5 separate regions of the Mus musculus genome follow, and regions 2, 3, 4 and 5 are each linked to region 1. A link is a contact called in public HiCAR-type and promoter capture Hi-C data. All regions are on one chromosome and are shown on one strand. The core of a region is the stretch at or near the end of the contact, and the rest is flanking DNA. Distances in the headings are between cores, read along the strand shown.

Region 1 (2,740 bases), core at 113-2,612:
GGCCGGTTAGCTAAACCTTTTGATGGTTCTATTCTTTCACAACCTCTTCCTCCCCACCCCATCCCCCCCAAAAGAAAAAAGAAATAAAGGAAACACACATTTACAAACAGATCTTAAAATAACAGCCACAAGTCGGGCTCTCTTATCTAGACAGATGCTCTCTGGAAAGCACACTTCTTTTATTACCTGATTGGGGTGGAGGGACAGGAAGATCTTTACTCCACCAGCCCTCGGGATGGGATGGGATGGGATGGGATGGGATGGGATGGGATGGGACAGGATGGGACCGGACGGGACAAGACGGGATGAGAGTCAAGAGGCAATAAGAGCGTAGGGTTGGCAGGGTAACGCTAGGAGCCAGTTTGAAGTAAGAAGTCTCTGCGGAGCCCTGGGTCCGAGCGCCCCAGGACGCCAACTCTCCAGCACTGCCACCCGGGATCCCGTCCTAGCTCCGGTACACCACACCTGGAGGCAGAGACATCCCACTCCACCCCGGCCAGGTGTGGCTTTCTCAGAGCCGGGGGACACTGCGGGCCCAGTGCTGTCCCCACCGGAGCCCATGGCCTCCCCGCACCCGAATCTGCAGCACACTCGTGTGCGAGCGTGCCGCGCCGCCTGCCCTCGCGCCCCGTGTGCCCCCGCGGACCGAAGGCCAACACGCACAAAAAACAAAGTTGTCTCCCGAGCTCCCGTCACTCGCTACTCACCAGGATCGAAGTCGGGCACCGCCGCTTGGTACTGGGGTCCCACCCGCATGCCACCGCCACCTGCGGGGAAGCAGAGCACGGCGGTCAGCGCGGGCGCGGACACGGGCCGGGCGCGGGGGCGGCTGCCACCTACCGTGCTCCTCGTCGCTGGACGAGCCCGAGCTGCCTTCCTCCCAGGAGTTGCTGCCGCTGTTCCCGTTGGGAGCCGCCGCCGCCAAACTTTTATTCTGGCCATTATTGGGGGCGGCGGCGGCCGAGGCGGCGGCGGCGGCCGAGGCGGAGGCGGTGCCGGCCGAGGCGGCGGCTGAGGCGGCGGCCGAGGCGGCCGAGGCGGCGGCCGAGGCTGCGGAGGCCGCCGTGTTCCTCCCTCGCCGCTTCCCTGAGACCTCGGGGCCCTTCTCCACCATGGCCGGCATCGGCGGGGCCCGGGGCCGGGCCAAAGTGACGGGGACCCCGGCTCGCGAGGCGCGGGCGGCGGGCCGCGGGCAGGGGGCGCAGGTGGGCGCCGGGCCGGGCGGGCGAGCGCGCGGGATCCGCTGGCGGGAGTTGGGGCTAGAGGAGGCCCAGACGGGCGGAGCAACGAGCCGCCTCAAGCCCCCGATGCCGAACGGAGCGCAACTTTGGCTCTCATCGCCGCCCGCACTTCGCTGGCTCTAACTACTCCGGGAGCCGCGGGCGGGGGGGAGGGGCGGAGCCTGGGGGGGAGGAGGGCCGCGCACAGCCTAACCCGTCGCTCGCAAGCTCCGCCCCTGCGAGCTTCCATTGGCTCTCACGGGATCCGGGCGGCAAGCAGGGGCATGGTAGGTCTCTGTGCGCGTCCGTCAGGCCACGGGGGCGGGATCACGGGAAGGAGGGGGAAGGTTCTGTGCTTCCGTTGGCCAGGTTGGGTTGACGCGTATCGCCCACTGTACGTGGTTTGAGGTTTGCGATCGCTTTACGCCCCATGATCCATCTCTCGAGGCAACAGCGAGGAGTTAGCCCCCTCCCCCTCCCCAGCGCCCCGCTCCCTCCGCTCGCACCCTGTGGGCCCCGCGCCACCTCCCCCGGGGATCCCGCCGAGCGTCCCATCGGCTTCCCAAAGTGAATGTGCCCGACGCGAGAACAGAAATCGCGGGCAAGGTCGGGACTACTTTCCCCCTCGCGCGGAGGAGTACGCGCACAGTTTGAATGGGTTCTATACAAAGAGGGGAAACTAATTGGAAGAAACTAATTGCGCCCCCGCGTCGCCCAGGGGCGATCGAGATGTACTAGAGCAAGGGAACCTGGGGACGAGGCTCTCAGGTGGCAGTGTCCCCCGAGGGAAGGAAAGCGGTTGTGCCTGGAGACGATGGAGCTCCCCGCTAATTGGGTTGGGGGCCACCGGCTCCCCACGTTGCCTGAGGGGCCGAGGGAGGAGTCGGGATGTTCGGCCGGGGAGGGCCTCGAAGCCGTCGGGGTGAGGGGAGGTGCCGAGTGGCCCCGGGACAGCAGGAGGGACATAGATCGACTAGGGGCCCCACCGCGAGGGGGAAAAAGAAGGAGCTTGAGTCCCCAGCTCGGTAGAAGAGGAGGGTCACTTCCCGAGACCCGGGCCCTTCCCCCAGCCCGCAGGGCTAAGAGCCTGAACGCGGAGGAGTCGGTGACACCCAGCCCTGGGCGTCCTTGTCCCTGGAGTGATCAAGCGAGGGGCCCCGTCACTGCCTGACAGCTGCCTGTGGGGCTGGGTGGGCTGCCCCACCCCCCGCGCCAGCGACCAAACCTGGGGACTATAGGTGAAACCGTTTGCTTTAAATTAAAAATAAATAAATAAAACAGGAGATGGCTATTTTTCGTTTATATTACTTCAGACCTGGGCTTCATATGGGGACAGTTTTTACACCCGCTCAGGATATAAATAGCTACAGAGAGAAAACGAGAGTTTTATGGTTTGAAAGCCCGCATAAATAAGCAGGGGTTTCTCTTCCACGTTTTCTGCCCCGCGAATCATTTTAAACTTCACTGAAGTGACCATGGTCACTTCTAACTGGCCTTCAAGAACAGGGCCCAGAGCCTCC
Region 2 (2,740 bases), core at 141-2,640, 2.9 Mb after region 1:
TAAGTCCAGCATTCTGGAGGCAGAGGCAGGAAGATATCTTTGCGCTGGAGGCCAGCCTAGTTTACAGAGAGAGCTACACACCAGCCAGGGTTACGTAGGAAGACAGCCAGTCTGTGATAACTGATTTTAAACACTGAGTGACTTATGGAAAGCTGTGTTTTATTGGTAGTCCAAAGTTAAGAACACCACCAAGAATACATTAGGCAGGTTAAACTGCTTAAACGTTTTCAGATTAACATATACATGTTATTTCTCAACTTAATAAAGATCAGTTCCCCTAACACCGAGGCAAACAAGCACTCAGGAGAGGATGACGTCTGGGTAAGAACGAGTCTTATCGAGGAAGTCCCTTTTCATTCCTGGTCCTACCTGAGTTCCGTGGTTCAAGAGTCACGGAACACTTTCCAAAGCCTCAATCCTACTTAACAGAGGGATCCACAAGCCGTGGGTGACCGGGTCGGTCTGAGGCAGGGTCTGTGCGTGTAAGCCCCGCCACCCTTTTATTCCTCGGCTAGGAATCCCCCAAACCGCAACCACTTTCCTCTGCGAGGTCAGCTTCCAGTTCCAGGCATTAGCGGCGCACCCCAGAGGACCCGACCCTGTCCCGAAGCTCCCTCGCCGCCAACCCCGCGTCGCCTGCTAATTTCAACGTGCATCAGGGATTCCAAGGAGGGCGGTGGAATCCGGGAAGCCGGACTCTTCCGTAGAACCCAGGCAGCTGGAAAATACCCTCCTCGGACCACCAGGAGCGCAGACGGTGGGCGGCGCTGCCCGCGGCCAGCTAGATACTCACCCCTCGCCTCAGGCAAAACCCTCAGCGACGTCTCTCCTTCCTGACAGCAGCCATCTTGGAGGTGGAATGTCGGGGAACTACGTCATTTCCCTGCGTCTCGGGACGTTAAGAAGCGGCCGGAGGGGGCGGCGAAAGTCAGGTGCCTGTCAACCAATTAGAAGAAAGTAAAGCTAAAAAAAAGAAAAAAAGTAACAAGTCAACAGTCGCCGCTCCGCCTACCCTGCGGCCTTGTGGACTGCGGCCCGTAGGGGGAGGGGAAACACTCGCACACACCCTCCCATCGCCCCACCCCCTTGGCGAAAGGGAGTTCGGGAGCAACCGAACCTGTTAACGGAACTTCGGCCCGGAGGCGGAGCCAGGGCTCCCGTCGTTCAATCACAGCGCGAGATCTAACCAATCGAGTCTTCGGATACGGCTCCGCCCCGGTTGCTGATGTCCAATGGCTGATCAGCACCCTGGCTGGCGGGCGGATGGGCGGCGGGGCGGAGCCGCGCCGAGGCGTGTTAGGTGCGGGCCAATGAACGGCGGCGGCGGCCCGTGGGCGGGGCCCAGGGGCGGGCGGAGCCGGGTTGGGCCTAGGCGGCGGGGCTGTCTCTGGCTGCCGTCCAGCCCCTCCCGTCCGGCCGCCGCCGCCACCGCCGCCGCCGCCGCCTGGGGGTTGGTTGAGGCGGACGGTGGGGTCCCGGCCGGAGTGTGGCGCCGCCGCTGCGCGAAGACGAAGCGGGCAGGTGAGTGCGGACGGCAAGCACCCGCGTGCGGCCCGCGGGCTGAGGGGACGGGGTTCCACCGCTCCTTAAGGAGGTGAGGCCGAGCGTGCGGACTCCGAGGTCCGGTGCTCGGCCGCGACCGAGTTCTCAGGGCCTGGGAGGCTGTGGGCTCCGAGGCCCGGCAGGCCCGGTCCCTGAGGGGACTGGCGAGCGTCTGCAGCTTCCCTCTTCCACCGGGACGGGGGCAGGCGGCAGGTTCAGGGCGCGGCCTGGGCGCGGCCTGGGCGCCGCCCTCGGGTACGGCCGGGGCCCGGAGTGCGCGCGGGGCGCTGGGACTGCGTGCGGCGGGCTGCAGCCTTGGTTTCCTTCCTCCGGTGGCAGGCGCACGCGGCTTGGGGCCGAGGCCCCTCTGCAGCTCTCTGTTGCCCACGGGGAGCCCGGCCCCCGCGCCTTGTCCTCCACTGCCCGCTCGCAAAGGCGGGCGTAGAAAATAGGTCAGGTTTCTTCCCACGCGCCCCTGGCCGAGGTCCACACGCGACGAGCGCGCTGCGAGAGAGAAGCGGTCCGTGCTCTCGGAGTTTGCCATTCCGATTTTCAACTCTTCCTTCTTGCGGCTGCAGCCTGGGCATGCGACTCTGCCTCTTCTCCCCGCCTGCCACTCTTGGAGAAGGAGCTGATTAGTGACGTGCGCCACTGGCTGCCGAGGGGCCTCACCCCCTCCGCGTCGTGTCGGGAGAGGACGTTGGTGCGTTTCTGGAGGGGTGCACGCGTAAAGATGACTCGGGACATGCTGTAATCCATTTCTAAACGAAAACGGTGTTGTTACCGAAGTAAACACATTTGAACAGGATGTTGACAGCCATCTTGCCTTTGCAGACCCTTAGAAGATTGAGGTTTTACTGATAGATGTAACAGAACTGCATCCAGGAAGGCTGAGGCAGGGAATCCGGAGTTTCAGGCCTGCCAGAGCTACATAGGGAGACCCTTTCAAAAAACACACAAAAACTAAAACCAGACTTGGACACTGAAAGTGTGGGTTTTTCATATGTGATACTGTTCCCATTTCCCTTTCAAAGGCGATGCTGAGGGTGTTTTTAAAATGAGTTTTAAACAGTGATAGTCTTGGGGAGTTTTAAGTGAACGCACCCTTAAAATACAGCAGTATAAAAGGACATTTCCTCCCCAAGTTAAAAAGTTTGTCTAGACTCACTGGAACCTACAGTGTGTATGTAGGCTCCTA
Region 3 (2,740 bases), core at 94-2,593, 2.2 Mb after region 1:
AGGGTATTCTTATGGCTGTGTCCCTGCAGGAGGATTGCTGGGGTTAATGGCAAAGGCCTCAGGAGGGATCCTACAATCACCCCAGTTCCAGTGTGTACTTCCTTCTTCCTCTTACCACCTGCCTTTAGAAGGCATCCAGATGACTCAAAGCCTGTGGAGATCAAACCCAGGTCTCCAGACCCCTAGTTCAGGGCCCAGTAGCCACCACAAGCACTGGACTAGGGGTCAGCAGGCCTGGACTTGGGTGTCGGCTTCACGAAGGGTCCATTCAATTCCAAGGATAAACACCACCTCTCAAACAACACTGGGGTCCCTGGTCTCAGAGCTGCCCCTCCATCAGATCTGCCATCCCACAACTCCGCGCCCAGTTTAGGGAGGGGAGAGGCAAGAGCAGAGTTCGAGTAACCACAGGAGTCTGTTACTCCACTCTCAGCTTAAAAGAAAGTCACGACCAGCAGAGGCCCGGTAAGTGATGGCTGTATCCATCACTTGGACTTGCTTCCAGACTCCTTGCTGTTGTAGATATTACCAGCAACTGGGGGGGTGGGGGGCGGCGCGTCGGGTTCTTAGCCCACCTCAACTTTAATGCTCTCCAAGCCTGGAATATCTGCTTGCTCCTTGTCCTGCACCTAGCTCACCCTGTCCCAAGGCCCAGAGCTGCAGTCAGATGCCCGCGCCCCTGATCTGGCCTGCTGGCGGCTCCCAGGAACACGTCGGGCTTGGCGGCACCCTTCCATCCTCAGGCCCCATCCACAGGCCCCTTCTGTTTGAAAACGTTTCTACGTCCTTCAAACTCAAGTCCCTGTCTCTGCCTGGGTGCACTGGGTCCTCAGTACTCCTGCGCGTTCGCTTAAGAAGATCCGGGGCCTCAGAGGCCCCTCCAAGTGGGCGGTCGTTCTCGAACTTTCCCAGCAAGCTGAGTCCAAGACCAAAGTAGGCCTTGGGAGAGTCGCGGCGTTCCACGTGTGCACTCGCCACTGTGTCCTCTTGACACAGGCAAGGACGATGAGGTTGAGCAGGAGAGTCGCATCCAAATACCGTGAGGGGTCCGAGGATTGAAGCAGATCGAGCGCCGCCCTTCGGACCGTGCGGTTGGGAGGTTCTGGGCTCCAGTGTGCAGTGTGCCCACCGCACTGCCCCTTCCTTGCGCCGTGCGGGCGGGCCCGAGAAGCACAGTCTTTGTCTACTGAGCCGGGAGGCACCCCCGCCCGCCGCGCCCGAGGCCACACCTTCCAGGCGCGCCCAGCCAATGAGACTTGGCGGCGGCACCCGGAGCACGGGGTGTGTCCGTGCCTCGCTTACCGATTGGTTGCGCTCTGCCCCCGCGGGGGCTGAGGCCGACGGGGCGGTGCGAGCGGTGCGAGGTGAGGCCCGGCAAGCTGGACGCCAGGGGAGTGCTTTTCTAGGAGTCGCCATCCAGTCGCCTCCCCGACCCGGCTGCGCGCCCGGAGGCCAGATAGCAGGAGTCGCGACGGCCAACCGCGGGCCGGGCCCGAGGAGTAGTAAGACACAGCCGGCTCGCCGGGCCGGGCCATGGCGCTCGACTTCCTGGCTGGATGCGCCGGAGGTAAGGAGATGACCGGCATGCCAGGCGGGCGTTCTGGCTGGTACGCGGCGACAGGTGTCTTCTTGACCCTTCCGTGCGCACTGAGTGCAAGGTCTGGGGATCCTGGCAGCACCGCGGCTTGGCCGGAGGCAGGGACAGAACAGAAGGATGCGGGCGCGCAGCCTACTGATCCCTTCCCGCAGCTGTCTGAGCGAGGCTGGTGACACCGCGCGACCTCCTAGAAGGCTGGCCCGACCCCAGGCGCCCAGCACTTCCCATGCATTGCTTTAAGCTGCTGGAGGGCTCAGGAGAGGAGGAGGCGGTCCACCGGGTGGTCAAATAAATGGTCATGTCAACCTGACTGAAGAGCGCTCGAAGCTGAGAGCAGGCTAGGTCTGCCCATGACACTACCGTGCGGACCTGTTGAACGTTTAGTGCCTTTCCTTTTGCCTAGAGGATTAGTTTATTTACTAAGTATTAAATAGAGCCTGGTTTAGCCGCTGGGATTCCAGGTGAATCGACTGAGGTGGTAGTGGTCTGGCTGGTTATATGTTCAGCTCTGAGGCCCAGACCTGGCTCCTCATCCACCTGTCCTGCTGTCTTCATCCTTCATAGCCCTACCCGGAAAGGTCTCTCCTGGAACAGTGATAGGCTGGAGTTGGCCTTAGGTGCTTAATCCGTGCTTGCTTCTTCCTGGATGGAGAACATTGCTGTCTGGCAGAATGCCTTCCCTGAGCAGTGACGTACCCTCTAGGTGCTTGAGAACCACCAGACTGTCACCAAGTCTTTCTTCTGTAAGCTGTGGGAAGGCCACAGAGATTTCCACAAGCAGGTGGAGAATTAGAGACCCAGAAAGAGCCCCATGCTAGCCCCAGCTGTAACAGGGCAGGTGAGGGCATCTTCAATGGCCAGGACTCCTGCCGTGGCCAAGACCCCCTTGTACTGCAGTTTCCCCAGGGCCAGAGTTACCTCCATTTGTAGCCTGGGATATACAGTTGATCTGGGGAGCATATATTCACCCTGAGGCCAGGCTTGCATAGAGACTTTGAGCACCCCCACTGTCCCACAAGCCCATGGGCACTTGCTCAAGTAGGCCCTCCCTGCCTGGGATACCCATCTGTCTTCAACCAGCCTGTCTCAGGGTGGTCATGTGCCCTGTCTCCAGCCTGGTCTGCATTCTCACCCAGGGTGTGT
Region 4 (2,740 bases), core at 165-2,664, 2.1 Mb after region 1:
TCATTCCTACCAGCAGCTGAATCCAGGCAGGTAACAATGTCCACATTTAGAAACATCTTCGAAAAAGGACTTCTAAAACCAGCTTTCCACTCTCCAACCAAACTAAGATCCCACTAGAGACTAACCACACAGAGATAGACCCATGCTCTGCAAATAATTTGATCTCTACATATTCAGCAGGGAGTTGAGGCCAATCTCCTGGTTCCTCAAATGAAACCCATCTGATTCCCACCACCATACTATATAGAGCTCGGTCACAGCCTGGGTTTTAAGCTACACGGTTATCTGCAGGGTAGACTCACAAAAGAGGCCTATAGCAGATCTGAGGACAGTGTGGCTCATCAGCTCCACAGGGGATAGAAAATGAACGACAGCAAGGGACTGGACACCAGATGCACCACACATAGATTTCATTCTCTCACTCAACATCTGCCACAGTAGGCAAAACAGTAAATGATGTCCTTCATTCATCACACTCCCAAGCCATAGAAAGACAAAAACATCCCTGACTCGTGAGCCAGACGATGTCGTGGACTTGTGAACTCAAAAGGAAAAGGATACAGGGTAGCTGGGCCCAAGACTGCATCTTTTTCTGGAGCTGAGACAGGTCTCAGAGAGACTACACCAGTGTGACGCTCTGAAGAGGTTGAGGGAACTAAGGTGTTCACAATACTGTGACTAAAACAGAACCAATACCAATGAAGAGGAGTCAAGGGTGAGTCAAGAAAACATATATGAAGGGAGACGGCTGAGAGAGATGCACACCGTTTAGGAGATGATGGTAGCCATCTTGTACCCAAGTCCAAAAAATGCCATGAGAAAGGGGGGGGGGGGGAGGTGAAACCAAGAGGAAGAGGCTAAATGGGGGAAAAAGAGGACTGAGGACTGAAGTCGAATACTGAAAAGCTAAAGGGAGCACGGATACATGGGGCAGGGTGTCCTGTGTGCTTAGCTCACTGTCCAAGAAGCCTCAATCTGGATGAATTTGCAGACAGCAAGGTGATGGGGCAGGGAACTGGGAAAGTTAAAGACAGAATTTTCCCGTTCAACACACGGGTCCTAGTTTCCTACTCTGTGTTAGGCACTATGATAGATCTGATGTGGGTAGAAATTCACACGGATCTTGCCCCAGAGGCCATGGATACAGGATGGGAAACAAAAAACAGACACGGGTTTTGAAGGATGAGTAAGTTAGCCAAGCTGTCAACACTAATGGGTAAAGAGTTCAGAGCACAGCACTCTAGGAATGAACGGGAAGAACAGGAAGGCAAGCGGCGAGCTGAGCCCGGCGCTAAGAAGCGAGAAGCATGCGGCCGCCACATCCCGGCCCCCTCCCTCCCGGGCCCGCCGCTCACCACACACACACACACACGGAAGCTCTTGGTCCACCCCTACAACGGTCCGGCCAGCACTCGGGCCGCCCAGTCGCGTTCCACCACGACGCCAGCAATTTCAGCCAATCGGAGATGGTCTCTGCCCTCCTCTGCCTGGACAGCCAATAGCGGCATGCCGAGACCGGAAGTTATTCCAGCCGGCTGGTGTTTCCACGGACGCCCAAGAGGTACCGGTGGCTGAACTTGGGGGTGCTGACTGGTGGGGCCGAAGTGGGGGCCGCCGGTAAGTGAGGAGGGGGTGGTCACTGCGCCGGGAGCGAGGGAGGGATGCCGAGGTGGCGCCGGGGCCTTCGGTTGACGCCCCGGCGCCGCGCCCCGAGGATCCAGCTCGGAACCGGGCTGTCTGTTCTCTGGGCACCTGTACCACGAGGGACCGGGAGGCTGCGGCGGCGCCGCCCACCCAGCCTGTCATCGTTTCCCACCGCCTGGGCTTTGCCCTGTAGGATCTCTTTGCCCTGTACGAAGTGTTTGTAAAGCCCCTGGTGCCCGTTTCACAGATGAGGAATCCTAAAGAGAAGCAGAGAAGGAACGCTACTTGCCCACGGTTTTATGATAGCACACCAAGCTCTATGTCCAACATTAAAAGCCTATCTTTCCGCTGCAGTGCACAACTTCAGAGCAAGGCTGCTTCGGGAAGGCAGTGATGTACAAAGCGATATGCCCGTCCTATTTGTCGCTACACTACACACAATTGCAATGATGCTGTGGGGGCGGGAAAGGAAGAGGGTGGGGAGGTCATATGGCGGTCAACCTGAAGAAAGGGACAGCTGATGCAATGCAATGACAAGTAGCTCCGGGCTCTTGAGAGTTTGGTTGGCCTCAGCCGCCTCCTCCCACGGCCCAAGTAGCTAGCCAGTGGCTGGACTTGCTCTTGAAGAAAGCTGGGCAAATGGCTCAAATGCTTTTGGGAACCTGAGTGATTTCTAGGAAACCCCTCAGTAAGTGAAACTGAAAGGGTGTGGCAAAGCAGATAAGAAAAACAATAGTCTCTTCTAAAAAAAAAAGAAAAAAAAAAAGAAACAAACAAAGAAACTGAAAGGGGAAGAGGAGAGTATTAAAGACCTCCACCCTGGCTGGGCAGTCTCATATGTTCAGCTGTCCAGCTTGAGCACCCTTGGACTACACAGCCAGGGTACGTATTGCCTTCTCTGCTAGGCTAGCAGCGTGTTTTCTGTTGTTGCAGTGGTTTGGTTTGGGTCACCTACCTCATATGAGAGCATTGAAGACTTGAGGAGGGTGTGTGTCTGGATTGGGATGTTGTGCATGTATTTCATCTAGTTGACTCAGGTTCAGGTGATGCCCTGGTTTTGAGTAGATGTGGTGGGTGCCCAGTGACCTGTTTGCAT
Region 5 (2,740 bases), core at 92-2,591, 2.1 Mb before region 1:
GTGTCTTTCCACATTTCTCACACTTCAGGCAGGGACGATGCCAGTCCTTGCCTAGTGAAGTCACTCGCTCAGCTGCAGAAGCACAGATCCACTGTGAGACACTGGAGTCCCTGCAACCCCTCTTCAGCTGCACAGACACCCACACTTCATTCTTTCAATGTGGCAGCCCACCCTGTGTCCCCAGAGACCACTGTGCTCCAGAGAGGGTTAGGGGCAACTATGGTGCTCTCAAGCCAATCCCACCTCACAAACCAGAAGGGTCACCTTTTTGGTGGGATATTTTCTTTTAGGTTGTTTTTTGTTTTTGTTTTGAGACAGGGTTTTCCTGTGTAGCCCTGGCTGTCCTGGAACTCACTCCGTAGATCAGGCTGATCTTGAACTCACAGAGATGCTCCTGTCTCTGCCTCCCCGGACTAAAGCACTGGGACTAAAGGCGTGGGCTACCTGGCCACCCACCCATCCCGGCTCATTGGTGGGACACTTTTAAGTGTCACCATAGGGATATGACCCCCGAGGGCTTGTAGAGCTGGAGAGGAGGAGGCCTTCAGACTTGAGAGTGGAGGAGAACAAGTCTGGAGGATCTAAGGTTAGGTAAACCCAGTTAAAGTCCTCTGACCTCTGCACTAAACCTGGGCACACCCTTCTCCTCAGCAGGGGCAAGGGGACCTCTTAGTCACGCACTATCTCATAGAAGCCCTAGGGCGCGCAAACAGCAAGAAAACGAGCACCCGAGATCGAACCCCCCGGACGTGGTTTTGGGCGTCTGTTTCTACTTAGCATTGGGAGGGGCCACCCTAGTCCCGCGTTCCTTCCTATCCAGCAGGGACCCCGCCCAAGGCGCACAGACAGAAGGCGGGAGAGACAGCAGGATCCAGAGGCCAGGGTCACAGAGAAGGGGAGACCCACAAGCATGGGAGTCACAGAGACCTGGAGACCCAGAGACAAGGAAGCCAGAAGACCGACCCAGAAACATAAGAGCGAGTAGGCACAGATGTCGGTTCTGTTTAACACCAAATTGTCCCACCCTCAAGCCGCGGGCAAGATCTATGGGTTCTATCCCAGGCGATGCCCTGGACTCTAGACAGCCAGGTCCACCTGAACAGCCCAATATTGTCCGCCTCTGGACCACGCTTCCGCGTACCGCCTGCAGTACGCCCGCGGGCATGTGGAGAGAGGTTGGGATACCCAAGCGTGCTCACCGAAATACACCTCCTTGTCGCACTTGGGGCACTTCGGCATGGCGGTACCTGGTCCTGCACAAGTGGCTGCAGCTAGAAGGAAGTAGGTTGCAGGCTCTGGACTGGGTGGCGCCCGCCTGGTCCGCGCTTTTCAGGGACCCCGTGGCCCTGCCCTTTAAGGCCCCGCCCCCGCCCCACCCCCTCAGTCCGGGACTTGGACCCCTGGGAACGCTGATCCAGGCCGACTGGCCAAGAATGGTCATCTGGTTCATACTCGCCTCCGGCAAGATAAACTGGCCAAGGGCCATGCAGGGGTGCGGAGTCTTCCCGGGACCCTCTAAGCCCAGCGGCTCCTGCGGACCCAGGCCCCGCCCCCTGCCTGGGGCAGGGCAAGTCTCCGGTCTTGAATAGGGGTCGTTGAGTCCTCCCCTCGAAGGACCAAGAGCTCTGTCTAGCCTAGCGTTTTTTGCACCTGCAACGGCTAGCTGGAGACCGGGTAAGCACAGGAAACTTCTAAAGTGCAGATAAAGTGGGACGTGGTGTGTTTGCTTGTCCTACTAAAACTGGTGAGGCCAATCTGGTCTCTAGGGTGAGACCCTGTTTCAAAACACACGTGCGCATGTGAACACACACACAAATAAAGCGCAGAGAGACACAAATTAGCATTCAAGGATTCTGCACATATTTTGATGCTTCTTCGGAAAGAGTTGAGGACATTCAGAGTCTCAGCCTTGTAGCCCAACTCCTTCCAGCCTTTCCCAGATCTAACCCACGCAGACGCCAGGAGGTCCACTCTGGCTAGCCGCATGTGAACACCCTGACCTTTGGCAGCTGACTGGACTGCAGCCACAACTTCACCGGGGAACTCAGAAGAGGGGACTCCCATCCAGAAAAGCCCATCCTGCCACAGGAACTACAGACTCTAAGCTTGAGGACCTAACAACCTGAGGTTGGAGACTAGAGGTCAAGACAAGGAATTCGGGTGAGGCCATGCCCAGGCTGTTTCCCTGGTGCCTCGAGGCACAATTGATGAGTAGTCCTTATCTCTGGGAGAAGTGCCCAGAGCTCAGCGGTCCAAGTCCACTGCCCAGCTAAGGAGGAGGCTGAGCCGTGGTTGGTACCAGGTAGAGAACAGACTAAGCCTACAGTAAATATGGAGGGCTGGGAGGTTTCTACTGGCCTGAGCTTCAGAGTAGTTTGTAGGCTTAGTGGGGGTTAGGGGTTGGGGCTCTCTGATCGTTGCCTAGCAAGCTGACGATGCAGTTGCTGATAGCCGGACATTAAGTTCTCACTGTTCAGCCCTGACTGACACTCCTGTCCACACCCACCCATTTATCTGTCTCCAGACCTAGCTCTGGGCAAGGATCAGTCAGGGGTATTTCCATCTCCCTGGCCACTGCTGGGGTAGGGAGTCAGAACTCTCAGATGGGATTAGTGTTGCACCATGGGTCAGGGACTACCCACAGTTGCAAACGCAGCCCCTCTGGAACACTACCTTCCTCCTAGGGACCCTAACCTGAGGGTACAGCTCTGTCCCAAACTGGAGCTCCACAAATGCCCAG

Evidence for each region. Promoter capture Hi-C pulls out the DNA fragments that hold promoters and counts their contacts. HiCAR-type assays count read pairs that join an accessible place to other places. Capture Hi-C pulls out chosen DNA fragments and counts their contacts.
Region 2: a contact with region 1 is called in a promoter capture Hi-C map of erythroid cells, with 9 times the contacts expected there. The contact joins the promoter of Setd3 here to the promoter of Rcor1 in region 1. A contact is called at or near these places in 2 of 39 promoter capture datasets (erythroid cells and pre-B cells).
Region 3: a contact with region 1 is called in a promoter capture Hi-C map of adipose tissue, with 2.9 times the contacts expected there. The contact joins the promoter of Slc25a29 here to the promoter of Rcor1 in region 1. A contact is called at or near these places in 2 of 39 promoter capture datasets (hippocampal neurons and pre-B cells), 2 of 115 datasets of contacts at active chromatin or transcription factors (large pre-B cells and thymic regulatory T cells) and 1 of 9 other capture datasets (adipose tissue).
Region 4: a HiCAR-type map of astrocytes shows a contact between it and region 1, with 7 times the contacts expected there. The contact joins the promoter of Wdr25 here to the promoter of Rcor1 in region 1. A contact is called at or near these places in 1 of 484 Hi-C or Micro-C datasets (B cells) and 1 of 115 datasets of contacts at active chromatin or transcription factors (astrocytes).
Region 5: a contact with region 1 is called in a promoter capture Hi-C map of liver, with 2.4 times the contacts expected there. The contact joins the promoter of Crip1 here to the promoter of Rcor1 in region 1. A contact is called at or near these places in 1 of 39 promoter capture datasets (pre-B cells), 1 of 115 datasets of contacts at active chromatin or transcription factors (bone marrow-derived dendritic cells) and 2 of 9 other capture datasets (adipose tissue and liver).

The regions. Positions count from the first base shown.
Region 1 is chr12:111,037,989-111,040,728 of GRCm38.p6, reverse strand. Rcor1 (REST corepressor 1) reads right to left here and starts at 1,362. Exons shown (of 12, transcript NM_198023.3): 1 at 841-1,362; 2 at 708-767. The coding sequence starts at 1,123.
Region 2 is chr12:108,177,934-108,180,673 of GRCm38.p6, reverse strand. Setd3 (SET domain containing 3) reads left to right here and starts at 1,390. Exons shown (of 13, transcript NM_028262.3): 1 at 1,390-1,521. Ccnk (cyclin K) reads right to left here and starts at 936. Exons shown (of 12, transcript NM_009832.2): 1 at 794-936.
Region 3 is chr12:108,834,479-108,837,218 of GRCm38.p6, reverse strand. It overlaps Slc25a29 (solute carrier family 25 (mitochondrial carrier, palmitoylcarnitine transporter), member 29), which reads left to right and starts at 1,343. Exons shown (of 4, transcript NM_181328.3): 1 at 1,343-1,567. The coding sequence starts at 1,534. Mir345 (microRNA 345) reads right to left here and starts at 246; the gene lies at 151-246.
Region 4 is chr12:108,892,946-108,895,685 of GRCm38.p6, reverse strand. It overlaps Wdr25 (WD repeat domain 25), which reads right to left and starts at 1,414. Exons shown (of 7, transcript NM_177602.3): 1 at 1,373-1,414. It overlaps Wars (tryptophanyl-tRNA synthetase), which reads left to right and starts at 1,512. Exons shown (of 10, transcript NM_001164314.1): 1 at 1,512-1,617.
Region 5 is chr12:113,150,613-113,153,352 of GRCm38.p6, reverse strand. Crip1 (cysteine-rich protein 1 (intestinal)) reads right to left here and starts at 1,341. Exons shown (of 5, transcript NM_007763.3): 1 at 1,200-1,341; 2 at 1-72. The coding sequence starts at 1,239.